Linked DNA regions of Sus scrofa: all the other regions are linked to region 3. The links are chromatin contacts, called in public Hi-C and promoter capture Hi-C maps. All regions are on one chromosome and are shown on one strand. Each heading gives the region's core, a stretch centred on a gene start, on an enhancer-like site or on the middle of the called end of the contact. The rest is flanking DNA. Distances are from core to core; before and after follow the strand shown. Region 1 holds the start of PA2G4 (proliferation-associated protein 2G4). Region 2 holds the start of MYL6 (myosin, light chain 6, alkali, smooth muscle and non-muscle). Region 3 holds the start of ARHGAP9 (rho GTPase-activating protein 9).

Region 1 (4,364 bases), core at 85-2,584, 1.3 Mb before region 3:
GTATTGTCTTCTTGTGTTTGCACTGAATCAAGTCTAACCCCAATATCCACAGCCTCCTCCTACACCTGGACTGCTCATCTCAGCAAGTGGGAGTAAGGGGGTGGACAGAAGGAAAAATAACTGGACATCTCTGTGTAAACCGTAATCTTCGTGTGCTACATATGATATCTGCCTAAGGGACAGACTCAGACGGTCCCCAGAGCCATTTTTTAGGAGCAGTTCTCATTCAGTAGTGGGAAGCTTCCAGTGGAGATGAAAAAGAGGACCCGGCTTCAGACCTCAGTTCCTTTGAATGGGAAACTGGGAGTATCTGTTTTTATCCCTCAAGTTTTTGTTTTGTTTTTATACATGTCTGAATAAAGATGCCAAGGTTTTGCAGCTTCTTGTCTAACGACAAACTTTAGTGAGTGGACAGATCAGCCCTTTTCTCCGTTCCACAGCAGAGAATGGCTACCATGGCATGCTTCCTTCTCTGTCTCCCCACAGTCCTACTTGGCCCCCTGTAGCTTTCTCCAGCCCCACTTTCCTTATAGTCTCTTTAGACAAGCAAAGGGTACAGTCCTTTTCATTTAAGCGTTTTACTAGGAATCTGTATAGGGCAACCGACTAACTGGGAGTAACAAAACAACCAAACAAAACACGTTTGGGGCAGTTAGAAAAGGCCCCAAGAGGTAGAATACTGAAACTCTCAAACGTTTCACAACTTTAAAAAAAAGTGTCCGTCTTAGGTGCCATCAAAGCCTGTTGTTGGAACAATAGTGCCATCTTCAGAGGGAGCCGGCCTCTAGACTTGGAAGGCTGTACATGGATAATCCCACAGAAATCTGGTGCCCAGTTAGTCCCTGCTCCACGCACTCCGGGTCTCCTTCCACACTCGCTCTGCCCCTCCCAGCACCTGAGGACGATCGGACTGGCCAGGCCGGTCCGCCTGCCGCTCCAGGGATCCGAGGAAGGGCGTACCCAGCCTCCCCGCCCTTGATACAATCACCCCCACTCGTCTCTGCTCCACCCTGCCCCGCAGCCTCCAAACCCACGTCCCCGCCGTAGCTCCGCCCCCTTCTCCCTTAGCCCGCCTCCCTCTATTACGGGTTCTCGCTCAGCGCTCCTGGTGGATATGGTTTTTCCGGGAGAGACCACGCTTCCCCTCATGCTCTCCAACGGCTCCGCCTTCCCGCCGGAGCCTGACCCTTCCCAGCGTGCTTGGCGATTCCGGCGTGCGAGGCCCTCGGAGGGCAAGGCCCCAGGGCCTGGCTTAGGGGCGCGAAAGGCAGGCTGGGAATTGTAGTTCGCGAGTCCGCGAGGGCAGCTAGAGGCTGGCGGCGGGAGGGACTCGTTGTCCCAGCATGCCCTGCGCATCAGCCCGCGCGCTCGCAGTTTCTCGCTCTCGCCCGCCCGCTCCCTAGCTTGCTCGCGCTTTTGCTCGCGCTCTCCTCGCGGATCGAAGGGGCTCTGGCCACAGCCTGTGGTTGGGAAGGGCGACAGAGGCAGCGGCTCAGGAGAAACGAGGCTGCGGTGGTGGTGGTGGGAAGATGTCGGGCGAGGACGAGCAACAGGAGCAGACTATCGCCGAGGACCTGGTCGTGACCAAGTATAAGATGGGGGGCGACATCGCCAACCGTGAGTGCGGCCTCGGGGGTCCGGAGATCGAGGCTGGGAGGGAGAGGCAAGGGGGACGGTGCTTGACGAGCCGGTGAGGGGCTGGAGCGGTGGGGTCATGCAGAGTGGGCTAGTGAGGGCCCCCCGCGGGTCTGCTGGGTTTGGCGTGGTGGGAAGGCTCGTTATCGCGTTTGGGACCTGAGCGGCTAGGCCTGGGCTGGAGTCTGTGAAGATGCAGGCGGGTGGCAGGGAAGAGCGCAGAGCGGGGCCCCGGCTGGCTCCGACCCTAGGCCCTTGGTAAGGAGGCAGGGCGTATGTCCTGCTCTTCATCCTTCTGTCTGGATCTCTGCCTCTGATTTTGGCAGCAGGGAGGCCACCTCGGAAACGAAACGCTCCTCTATTTTGTCGCTGCTCCCCGCCGTCAGGAGCCTAGCCGGCACGTGTTGCCGGGTCCCCAGCGGATCGCCGGCTCCCTTCCTCCGCTACAGTCCCTGACACTAGCTTCCCTACCACGTGCTTTGCTGTAGTCTTTCGTTCTTTACTTCAGCTCCCTCCCTGGAGGGGGCCGCCTTCTACTCTTGGGCCAGCTCAGGGACCGTTGGAGGGTACCCCTGGAGAACCCCTAACATAACTCTTGGAGACGTATCTGGTTGTTCTTGAAGTTATCATCTCCAATCTGCGCAGATAGCTTTAGTTAGTTGTCAAATTTGATTGCTCTCAGGGGTTTGACAGCTCTAGGAGTGTTTTGAGGTTCTTTTCACCCCAACCAGGCAAACCTGTGTAGAGCACTGGTAAAGGGGAGACTGACTTTATAGGATCTCGGAAGTTATCCTTATGGGGGCTCGCTCAGACTTCTCAGCAGCTGCCTGCCACTCTAGGCAGATGTCTCACTTTCTCTTTTCTCTCTTTGCGATTTAAAACCCAGTTAGGGGACAGAAGATGCTTGTCTTTGGGCTTTTAAATGGTTTTGACAGTAAAGATAGGTATTTAGGATGCCTTTGATCCTATGGCTAAAAACCTGAGTTTTTCAAACTTCCAAAAAATCCCCAAAACTTGGATCACAAAAATCAAACCTATAGTTCACTTTGGGCCTTGGAGAGGATATCCAGTGAACAGAACAATGCTTTATAACATAATGGACATTTAGTGGTTTGAAAACAGAAAAACTTTTTTTTCCTCTTGCAGTTTATAACTTCTGAGGCACTTGGGATTCCAGATACCAGTTGGAAACTCTTTTGGGTCACATACCTCATTGAGATCTGCTAAAAGCTATAAGCCCAAGCTTGCTGAAGCCCAGAGACCTTAGGTTAAGTCTCCTTGACTTGTTATATAAAGAAATAAGTCTACATATTGAGATTACTAACACTTAATTGGGGTGTCTGGGAAGGGAAGAAGGTAGCATTTAACAATGCATCAGCTTCGGGTCAGCAATTCTATGTCTGCCCTCCTGTTGTCCCTGACGCCTATAAATTTCCCCCAGTCTGCTTTGCCAGTGTGTTGGATACCTTGCTGAGAACCTCCTTGAAGTTCATGACTCTGTCCTGCACACCTCAGCTATCATCTTGGGAAAGTCTGCCTTGCCTAGGGAGACAGACAGTGCATACAGTGTCACCAGTTGTCACAATGTATAAGGAAGTGTTGGCTCTTTTTAGGAAAGGAAGGTAGCAATTTAGAGATGGATAGGTAAGTACATTCCAAGAGGCACAACTTTTTTTTTTTTTTTTTTTTTTTTTTGTCTTTTTGCCTTTTCCAGGGCCACTCCCTCGGCATATGGAGATTCCCAGGCTAGGGGTCGAATCAGAGCTGTAGCCACCGACCGGCCTACACCAGGGCTACAGCAATGTGGGATCCGAGCTGCGTCTGCAACCTACACCGCAGCTCACGGCAACGCCAGATCCTTAGCCCACTGAGCAAGGGCAGGGATCGAACCCGCAACCTCATGGTTCCTAGTCGGATTCGTTAACCACTGCGCCACCATGGGAACTCCCAAGAGGCACAACTTGTTCTCTCTTTCATCCTTAAAGCAATGGCACCAGGAAATGTTTAGCTTTGAGGTATTGCTTAGATGGTAACTTAGACAACACTTGCAGGACTGATCCAATGGGATTCTGTTCCCAGGGGTACTTCGGTCTTTGGTGGAAGCTTCCTGTTCAGGTGTGTCGGTACTGAGCCTGTGCGAGAAAGGGGATGCCATGATAATGGAAGAGACAGGGAAAATTTTCAAGAAAGAAAAAGAAATGAAGAAAGGTAAAAATAATCCCCCACTAATTTCCTGCATTTGACCCTTATTCAGTCCTGTTTGTTTTATTATAATGATGCACCCCCAGCTCCAGCACTGGTTGAGATATTTGGAATGATAAGGGGGATTCAAGCAGTTTCCCATCTAATCCAAACTGATTAAACTTAGGCAAGACCCTGATGAAAATTCTTTCATCTTTCTGAGGGGCAGCAGGCCTCTAAGAGAGCACGCAAGGCAATAAGGCTGATTGTCTCTTTACAGGTATTGCCTTTCCCACCAGCATTTCAGTAAATAACTGTGTATGTCACTTCTCCCCTTTGAAGAGCGACCAGGACTATATTCTCAAGGAAGGTGACTTGGTAAAAATGTAAGCTTAAGCCATTTCAGAGCACTTGTCTTTGTCCTAAGCATTCACAGTAGTGCCGGTTGCTAATGCTCTTCTCTGCTCTTGTCTTTCAGTGACCTTGGGGTCCACGTGGATGGCTTCATCGCTAATGTGGCTCACACTTTTGTGGTTGATGTAGCTCTG
Region 2 (4,324 bases), core at 1,312-3,811, 1.2 Mb before region 3:
TAGCCTTTGTTCAGCCCCCAGTTATGTGAGGGATGCAGGGCTCAGGGCAGTAGAGGGAGGGGAACAGGTGGCATGGGATTAACCCTGTTCCCAGGAAACCCTCCCCCCAATAATTCCTCCTCTTGGGATTCTCCCAAGGTCTGGAGCTGGGAATGGGACTGAGGTGGCTGGGCTCCCAGCCTGGTCCCTTTGGGCCCCTCCCCAGAAGTGGTTGCCAGTTGGTCGGGAGGAGTGCTGGAGAGAGATTGAATAAGCCCTGTCATCCCTCCTCACCTGCTCTTTTCTTCCACAGATCGAGTTTAACAAGGACCAGCTGGAGGGTGAGGAGAAGCTGGTCCCCTGAGCCCACTGTCCATCCCAAGCCCCTGGTCAGATCCTCTTTCTATTCCCCTAACTCCAGTCCCGACCTTGAAACCTGCAACACCAGTGCTCTTTGTGTTCCCTGTGCTGCCCAGCTCAAGCACATAGTTTCTAACTCTTCTTTCTTCTGATGGTGATGGGAACCCCTTGTCAACACTGACCCCTCCTTATACTTCAGAGTTCAAGGAAGCCTTCGAGCTGTTTGACCGAGTAGGGGATGGCAAGATCCTGTTCGGCCAGTGTGGGGACGTGATGAGGGCCCTGGGCCAGAACCCCACCAACGCCGAGGTGCTCAGAGTCCTGGGGTACCCCAAGAGTGATGGTGAGGGGACCCCTGGAACAATGAGGGTTTTCAGTTTAGTGGTGGAACCGAGGAATGTGGGTAAGGTGACAGAGGATGCTGAGGTGGGTCCCCGGACTTCTAAAGCTGTCAGACCCAGGGGCAGAAAATCATCCTGAATGTTGAACAAATAAAATCCTTAGTGGGGAGTTCCCTTGTGGCACAGCAGGTTAAGGATCCGGCATTGTCACCACAGCCCCCTGGGTCGCTGCTGTGGCACAGGTTTGATCCCTGGCCTGGGAATTTCCACATGCTATGGGTGTGGCCAAAAAAAAAAAAAAAAAAAGAAAGAAAAGAAATTCGTGGTGGGGATGAGAGCTAAGTCCTAGGTGACATCACAGTGACCTCACCTTCACCTCTCTGATCTGCAGAGCTGAAGACCCGACGTATAGACTTTGAGACTTTCCTGCCCATGCTCCAGGCAGTGGCCAAGATCCAGGGGCAAGGCACATACCAGGACTACCTGGAGGGGCTTCGCGTGTTTGACAAAGAGGGGAACGGCAAAGTCATGGGAGCAGAGCTCAGACATGTCCTCACTACCCTGGGTGAGGCAGGGACCAGAACTGTGGGGTGGAGAGGAGGGGGTGAACCAAGAAGAAGGTTAGCCAAGCAGGCAGAGCCAGGGAGGGATTACTGTCCTGGAGGTCATGGGCAGAAGACCGAGAAGGTCAGAGCCTGCTTCTGGGGTACAGATGCCTCCCAAAGGGCAGAGGAAAGGGGATGAGATGGGAGATCTGAGCTTCTATTTTGGAAGAGATGGTTGGCCTCTGTGATATGGTATGTGTCTCTTAATCCTCTGAAATTCAGTTTCCTTGTCTGTGGAGCTTTCACCAGGTGTAACTGAGGTGAAATGGAAAGCAAGATGCTGGGAGGCATTCAAGGCATGCGCATTACAAGGACAGGATTCTCTTGGGGGACTGTTGCTATGGGCAAGTCTCCAGGGTGGGAGAAGAGGTACCACCCAGAAGAATGAGGCCTGGGTTGATGAGGGAGGGAAGGCAGGGGCTAAAACGCTGTGTCTGGGGTTTAGGAGAGAGGATGACTGAAGAGGAGGTGGAGACAGTTCTGGCAGGACATGAGGACAGCAACGGCTGCATCAACTATGAAGGTGAGCGGCTAGGAGCTGAAGAGACAGGGGAAGAGGGGAAGCATGAGGCTCCTCGTATGTGGGGGCGCGTCCTGTGGCCCAAATTATCTAAAGTCAGATGGATTATCAAGACCATCTTCTGAAGCCCCTCTTGCCTCCTCTCTCTGCAGCCTTCCTGAAGCACATCCTGAGCGTCTGAGCTCTACAGGTAGGGCCCTCCCACTTCGCCTTGTGAGGCCAGCCTGCTTCCCTTCCCTCTACCAGAGACATACGTTTCCACGTCCTGCTGCGCGCTTGAGCTCCAGGATTTGGCAACGTTCATCTTTTTCCACAGGTGCAGTGGGGCTCGACAAGGAGTCCCCCTACCCCTCGCGGGCGAAAGCAAGTTCCTGCCGCTAGGAGGCCACCTATTGTTTCAAAATAAAGTGACGGTTCCTCCCCTAAACCTCCGACTCTTGCTTTCTTCAGAGGTGGGGGAGGGAAGGAAGGAAAGGGAGGGATCTCCTCTCCCAAATCCGACATCCCCCGATTTTCCTGCGGCTCGCAGGAGGAGATTCCTTGCGCCCCACCCCACCCTCCTCTGCGGTTTCTGTGCCCCGGGTAGGACTATTCTGAAAAATGAGCCGCAGCGGGCCCCGCCCACCTCCTTACTAATGTAGCAGCAGCATCTGCATAAGACCGGGCCAGGATCCCTATTGGCTGGGTCAACGGAGGGTGACGTCATTGGGACGTACTAAGACTAGGGTTGGGCCGAGAACCGGAGCCATTACTGCAGGAAAAGGTCCCGCAGAGCCAAGCAGTCAAGATGGTGGGGCCCGGGGCTGGGAGGATGAGCGGGATTGGGGGCGAGAGGCGGGAAGCCGGGGGTAGGGGGCGAAGAGAAGGCAGAAGGTAGGGGGCAAAGGGACTTGAGGGTTGGAGGTGGGGTTGGAGATGTTGAGAGCCTGCCCTGCTGGGAAGCGAGAGTGCCCAGGATGGAACAGGAGTTCGTGGTTCAGAGTTCTTGGGACGGGGCTGGAAGCTTGGGGGATTGGAGTTAAGATGCTGATCGCTCCCCTCTTCTCCGAGCAGTGTGACTTCACCGAGGACCAGACCGCAGGTAGGTAATCTCTGACCCCGCTGAGGTCATGCTTAGGGAGAGGGACATTCCTTCTAGCACCTACCCCCTACCTGTCATTTCTTCAGCACCCACAAGGGAGTACCTCGTGGATTCCCTTCTCCCTCCTTCTGGGCCTCCATTTTCTTTTCTCAATCTTTCTTCCTCCCTCCCTTTCTACTCTAGATCTGAGCCCCAAGCACCGGGTGAGTTCTGTAGGTGGTGTGAGCATGTGAAACAGCTTGGCCACCAATGTCTGCCGTGTGTGGGGCTCGGGAGTGATGTATTAAGCTGCTTGTGCTCCTCTGTTCCTTAATCACCTCCTTCTGCCTCTTCTCTCCTCCTGTGCTAACTTTCCCCCTCCCCCAGCTTGGAATTGTGAAGGTTGTAAGAAGCAGTGACCTGTTGTTTTGCTGGTACAGGGGAGTTTGTTGAGGACGCTTCTTTGCAGCTATACTCTCTGAAAGATTTCTTTCTGTACTGAAGGGGTGAGAGTGGCAGGCTGGGATGACCCCAGTCCCAGGCTGCTGCTCCCACTTCCTTATAAGGACAAGGCCCAGACTGGGCGGTGGCAAATTCCTGCCCTGAGTACTGTAGTGAGGAGGCTGGGCAGGCTTGCTGTAGGCAGAGGGGGTATGGAAATGGCAGTTACCACTCTGCCAGGGCTTGAGGAGAGCTGTCTTTATGTGGGACACCTGAGTTGGGAAGAAGGGACACTAGATCCCTCTTAGAGGGCTTGGGTGTACAGTGGTATAAATATCTGGTTTCCTCAGCGTGATTAAAGTTGAATGGGCAACGGGGACTGTGAGGGAGGGTTTGGGTTCATCTGTGCCTGCCAGGTGCTGATGTTTATCCGAATCCTCAGAGTTCAAGGAGGCCTTCCAGCTGTTTGACCGAACAGGGGATGGCAAGATCCTGTACAGCCAGTGTGGGGACGTGATGAGGGCCCTGGGCCAGAACCCCACCAACGCCGAGGTGCTCAAGGTCCTGGGGAACCCCAAGAGTGATGGTAAGAGTCCTCAGAACAACCTGCTCAGCATGGTGGCAGGCCCGCAGTCTCCGGCTAATAGCTTCCTTTTATCTTCCTAGGCCCTGAACTCAAGCAGGTCTTGTCTAGCAAATCCCACAGATTTCTCCTGCCTTGAGTGGGAGCCCCGTAACCTCCAGTAAGAACACACGTGACTTTGCTCTCACCCCCTTTGTGGCAGAGATGAACGTGAAGGTGCTGGACTTCGAGCACTTCCTGCCCATGCTGCAGACTGTGGCCAAGAACAAGGACCAGGGCACCTACGAGGACTATGTCGAAGGCCTGCGGGTGTTCGACAAGGAGGGCAACGGCACCGTCATGGGTGCGGAGATCCGGCATGTTCTTGTCACACTGGGTAAGGCTCCGCCCTTGCTCCTTGAGCTGAGGTGCCACCTGATACACCTCACCTGTCAC
Region 3 (4,366 bases), core at 320-2,819:
GGTACAAAGACGATAAAGAAGGGTCCCTTTCTCAATTACTGACATGCGCTTCCTTGAGTAGTGTATACTTACTGCCAAACTCTGCTTTCTTACTCCCCAGCAATCTGAACTTTTTCCTACACAGACTCATTTCCCTTTAATGTTAGCACCTGGCTGTATACGCGCTTCAGACTGGTATGAAATAAATATATAATTGTCACATTCTTTTTTACTAATAGGATACCTACACTAATTTTCATTATGTCACTAAAATACGCTTATCTATCAATTCCAGAACTCTCTTATGAGCTCGAATCGAGAGTGGGCCATTGCGAGTAGCCGCAGTCTTGACGTCGCCACTTCAGCGAGATAACTGTACCCCTCGGTATCCTTCACCGCTCTCGGGAGGCGTTAGAGGATTACAAGCCGGATCCCACACATAAAGGTCCTTTCTGGCCCTCCCATCAAAAAGATGCCACTCTGGCACTGCGTTTACGGCCTCTTCGTCTCTATGGCACTCTTTTCCTGTTTCCTAGTGTTGTATGATGGGAGAAATAGTCTACTTCCGGAACCCAGGCCCGGGGAACAGCTTTAGTCGGAACTCCATTTCCCGGCGTGCCGCGCGGCAATCGCTTATCCCTCTGGCGGGAGACCGGTTCCGGTTGCATCAGCGTGGGACCCACGGCGAAATGAGATTGTTCGTGAGCGAGGGCGCCCCGGGGAGCCTGCCTGTGCTAGCTGCGGCCGGGAGGGCCCAGGGCAGAGTGGAGCTGCTCATCAGCACTGTAGGCCCCGAAGGTAGACGGGCTGGTGCTGGTGGGCGGTGGATGAGGAGGGCGGGACGCGAACACGCCCGACACCCACCCTACAGTTGTCTTTTACCACCCCCCATCCCCCCACCATGCACTCCCGTCAGATTTCTCCCGCAATGTCCTTGGGCACCCCATCCCGTTTCCCTCCCAGTCACATCTTTCATCGGTTACCTAATTCTCCTCAGTGTCCCCTTCCCTCATCTTTTGCCTCCCCTTCTTCGTTTCCCAGGACCTCGCCTTACTTCAGTGAAACTCTTTCCCTTTATTAACCTCCCACACCTACCCGGCACTCCCCCCCGACCCCACACACACTCGCTAGTCACTCACATGACAATTCCCCAGGCACCCCTTTCCTTTGTTCTTAGGAAACCCCACTCGCCTCTCCTAAACCCAGACACACATATTCCCTTCGGTTTACCTCTTCTCATTCCCAGCCATCTGTTTGACTCTTAAGAGGTTCTCTTGTCCATCCTCCCAGTTCTCTTAATTTTGTTCTTCCAGTGTAGCTCAGATCTCTCAGATATCCTAGTTACTTTCAGTTGTTTCAGTTCTTGGCTGCAGCACTACCCCAATACCACCGCCTCCCGTCTGCAACTCCCATCTGTTGTTTCCAGCTGGCAGTCTCAGCTGAACACCTGCTGGTCTCTCCAGCGTATTCTGGACCCACCCCCTTTCAGTGGTCCTATCCTGGAACCTCTCCTTGAGACGGCCCATCTTTCTTCCCCCAGGCCCCCAACACTGTGAAGTTGTCCTTCTAAGTTGACAGAGTATTTGTTTTCTTTTCCCTGTATTTCACCCATTTTCCTGTTCTGCATCAGAGTGTGTGGTTCCATTCCTGACTCGGCCTAAGGTCCCTGTCTTGCAACTGGATAGTGGCAACTACCTCTTCTCCGCCAGTGCAATCTGTCGGTCAGTATTGGTCCTTGATTCAGGGAGGTGGCTGAATAAAATCAGGGATTATTGTCCTCTGTGGCCTTATTTACAATCACTGTTTCACTAGGGGGTGAGAAACAGGCCCCTCTCATTCTACCTTCTGTTGCTCTCTCCCTGGTTAGATACTTCTTTCTGTTGTCTGGGTGGGAGCAAGATGACCTCACCAACCAGTGGCTGGAATGGGAAGCAACAGAGCTGCAGGTAAGACTGAGATGTGGGGGAATCACAGGCAGGCAGGCCATTGCTTTGCATGGCCATCCTGACTTGTGTCTCCCGCATTTTAGCCAGCTTTGTCCGCTGCCCTGTACTATTTAGTGGTCCAGGGGAAGAAGGGGGAAGATGTTCTTGGCCCAGTCCGGAGAGCCCTGACTCATATTGACCACAGCCTGAGTCGTCGGAGCTGTCCTTTCCTGGCTGGGGTGAGTTGGGCCTTGAGATGGGGATTGGGGAAAGCTGTGTGGTATGAGAGTTAGGAAAGAACACTGTATTCAGAGTTCCGACCCCCAAACTGCCTCTCAACTAGCAGTGTAACCTTTAAAACTCACTACACTTGGAAGTTCCCGTTGTGGCTCAGTGATAGCAAGCCCGACTAGTATCAATGAGGATGCAAGTTTGATCCCTGGTCCCGCTCAGTAGGTTAAGGACCCGGCGTTGCCAGGAGCTGTGGTGTAGGGCACAGATGCTGCTCAGATCCCACATTGCTGTGGCTGTGGCGTAGGCTGGCGGATATAGTTCTAACTTGGGATCTTCTACATGCTGCAGGAGTGGCCCTAAAAGACAAAAAAAACAAAAAAAAGAGCAGCAACAAAGAGACCTCAATAAATTCAAACCTTCAGTTTTTCATCTTTGAAAGGGGGTAATATTAGCATTCACTTCAGTGGGTTGTGAAGACTGAGATAATTAAAATATGCTTAATACGGTGCTTGATACCTTGTAAGTGTGTAGCAAATGTATGAAATGTGACATTCATTGGGAAGAAACTGAGTGCCTCACCTGCCTCTTTCTTTGCTTTTCTCAACAAAGGAGACAGAATCTTTAGCTGACATTGTTTTGTGGGGAGCGCTGTACCCGTTACTCCAAGACCCAGCCTACCTTCCTGGTGAGAACTGCCCATTGCTTCACCCCTAGCTCCAACACCAGGAGCTTGGTGTAGGGGTAACAGAGTGGGTAGGTGAATAATGAGGAACCAGTTTGAGGTGTAGCTTGATGGGCAGCTATAGCAGAAAGAGGGCTGAGGGAACTGGGAAAGCCAGCTGGAGAAACTTCATGAAGAAGAGGCTGGAGTTCTCATTGTGGCTTAGTGGTAACAAACTGGACTAGTATCTATAAGGACGAGGGTTTGATCCCCTGCCCCACTCAGTGGGTTAAGGATCTGGCGTTGCCGCCAGCTGCCATGTAGCTCAAAGACTAGGCTTGGATCTGGTGTTGTTGTGGCTGTGGTGTAGCCCGGCTGATTCGATCCCTAGCCTGGGAACTTCCATATGCCTTGGGTGTGGCCCTAAAAAACCAAAAAAAAAAAAAAAAAAAAAAAAAAAGAAGGGGTTGGGCCACCCTCCCATCTTCCCATGTTAGGTCTTGCTGATTGCCTCTTTTCTCCCCTGCCCACAGAGGAGCTGGGTACCCTGCACAGCTGGTTCCAGACGCTGAGTTCTCAGGAGCCATGTCAGCGAGCTGTGGAGACTGTGCTGAAGCAGCAGGGTGTGCTGGCCCTCCGGCCCTACCTCCAAAAGCAGCCCCAGCCCAGCTTCCTTGAGGGGAGAGCTGTCAGCAATGAGCCTGAGGTTTGGAACAAAGCAGAGGGGTTCCCACAGAGCCTCAGTGCTTCAGGTGGGCGGTGACTTGAAGAGCGCTTTTGAGCGAGGCTACTAACTTTTTCCGTTGTTGGAAAGCAAAGAGAGAATTTCTTTATGGGCTCCTCCCCCCCGGCCGTCACCCAGTGAGGGATACTCTCTACTCTTCATAGGAGGAGGAGCTGGCTACCCTATCTGAGGAGGAGATTGCCATGGCTGTAGCTGCTTGGGAGAAGGGCCTGGGAAGCTTGCCCCCACTTCGGCCGCAACAGAATCCAGTGTGAGTTGGCACAGATGAGTGGGGCTTGGTTTCTTATGTGGAAATTATTGATAGAGCCAGTATCTGCCTATCAAGTCCCCTTTGCTGATCTTTCTTTAATTTTCTGTCCTCTTCACCTAATAGTTGGCTAATATTTTGGACATACTGTCCATCAGTTCTCTCTGCACCCATGTTTTCAGCTACTTTCTACCTCTTGATTGCACCTAAATCTACTTCTCCAGTTCAGATCTCTATTCTGAGCTCTGGACATATTTGTCAGACTGTGTCCTAGATTCCTCAGCCTCCATTGGCATTTCAAACTCAACGTGTCCAAAACCAAACCTATTACTGTCCCTGCCAGCTTCTCTTTCTCCTTTGTACATTTGTCTTAGTGAATGACTCCCACGTTCCACCTAAAAATTCAGGCCAGAAATCTTCCTGTTATCTGTACCCTTCTCTCATCGCCTCCTGTGTCATTAGTCCATTACCAGGTCATTGATTCTAACTCCTAAGGAGTCCTTGTACCCATTCCTTCTGCTGCTTCTCCTCACCGCTGCTACCTTAGACCAGGCCTTATCATCTCCTTCCCTGCT

What was found. Promoter capture Hi-C pulls out the DNA fragments that hold promoters and counts their contacts. Hi-C and Micro-C count contacts between places; a contact is called where the count stands out from the background.
Region 1: a contact with region 3 is called in a Hi-C map of liver, with 5 times the contacts expected there. The contact joins the promoter of PA2G4 here to the promoter of ARHGAP9 in region 3. A contact is called at or near these places in 1 of 5 promoter capture datasets (liver) and 1 of 47 Hi-C or Micro-C datasets (liver).
Region 2: a promoter capture Hi-C map of liver shows a contact between it and region 3, with 20 times the contacts expected there. The contact joins the promoter of MYL6 here to the promoter of ARHGAP9 in region 3. A contact is called at or near these places in 1 of 5 promoter capture datasets (liver) and 1 of 2 datasets of contacts at active chromatin or transcription factors (skeletal muscle).

What each region holds. Positions count from the first base shown.
Region 1 is chr5:21,494,663-21,499,026 of Sscrofa11.1, forward strand. PA2G4 (proliferation-associated protein 2G4) reads left to right here and starts at 1,335. Exons shown (of 14, transcript XM_013988304.2): 1 at 1,335-1,617; 2 at 3,715-3,843; 3 at 4,097-4,202; 4 at 4,295-4,364. The coding sequence starts at 1,530. It overlaps ERBB3 (receptor tyrosine-protein kinase erbB-3), which reads left to right. Exons shown (of 28, transcript XM_021091799.1): 28 at 1-378.
Region 2 is chr5:21,556,764-21,561,087 of Sscrofa11.1, forward strand. MYL6 (myosin, light chain 6, alkali, smooth muscle and non-muscle) reads left to right here and starts at 2,562. Exons shown (of 7, transcript NM_001163997.1): 1 at 2,562-2,595; 2 at 2,859-2,886; 3 at 3,749-3,892; 4 at 4,092-4,265. The coding sequence starts at 2,593. MYL6B (myosin light chain 6B) reads left to right here. Exons shown (of 8, transcript XM_003126266.3): 3 at 293-320; 4 at 539-682; 5 at 1,072-1,245; 6 at 1,731-1,808; 7 at 1,958-1,995; 8 at 2,122-2,232. The coding sequence ends at 1,986.
Region 3 is chr5:22,760,610-22,764,975 of Sscrofa11.1, forward strand. ARHGAP9 (rho GTPase-activating protein 9) reads right to left here and starts at 1,570. Exons shown (of 18, transcript XM_021091869.1): 1 at 1,210-1,570. It overlaps MARS (methionine--tRNA ligase, cytoplasmic), which reads left to right. Exons shown (of 22, transcript XM_021091867.1): 2 at 275-777; 3 at 1,610-1,700; 4 at 1,847-1,925; 5 at 2,009-2,143; 6 at 2,748-2,823; 7 at 3,333-3,505; 8 at 3,688-3,794. The coding sequence starts at 522.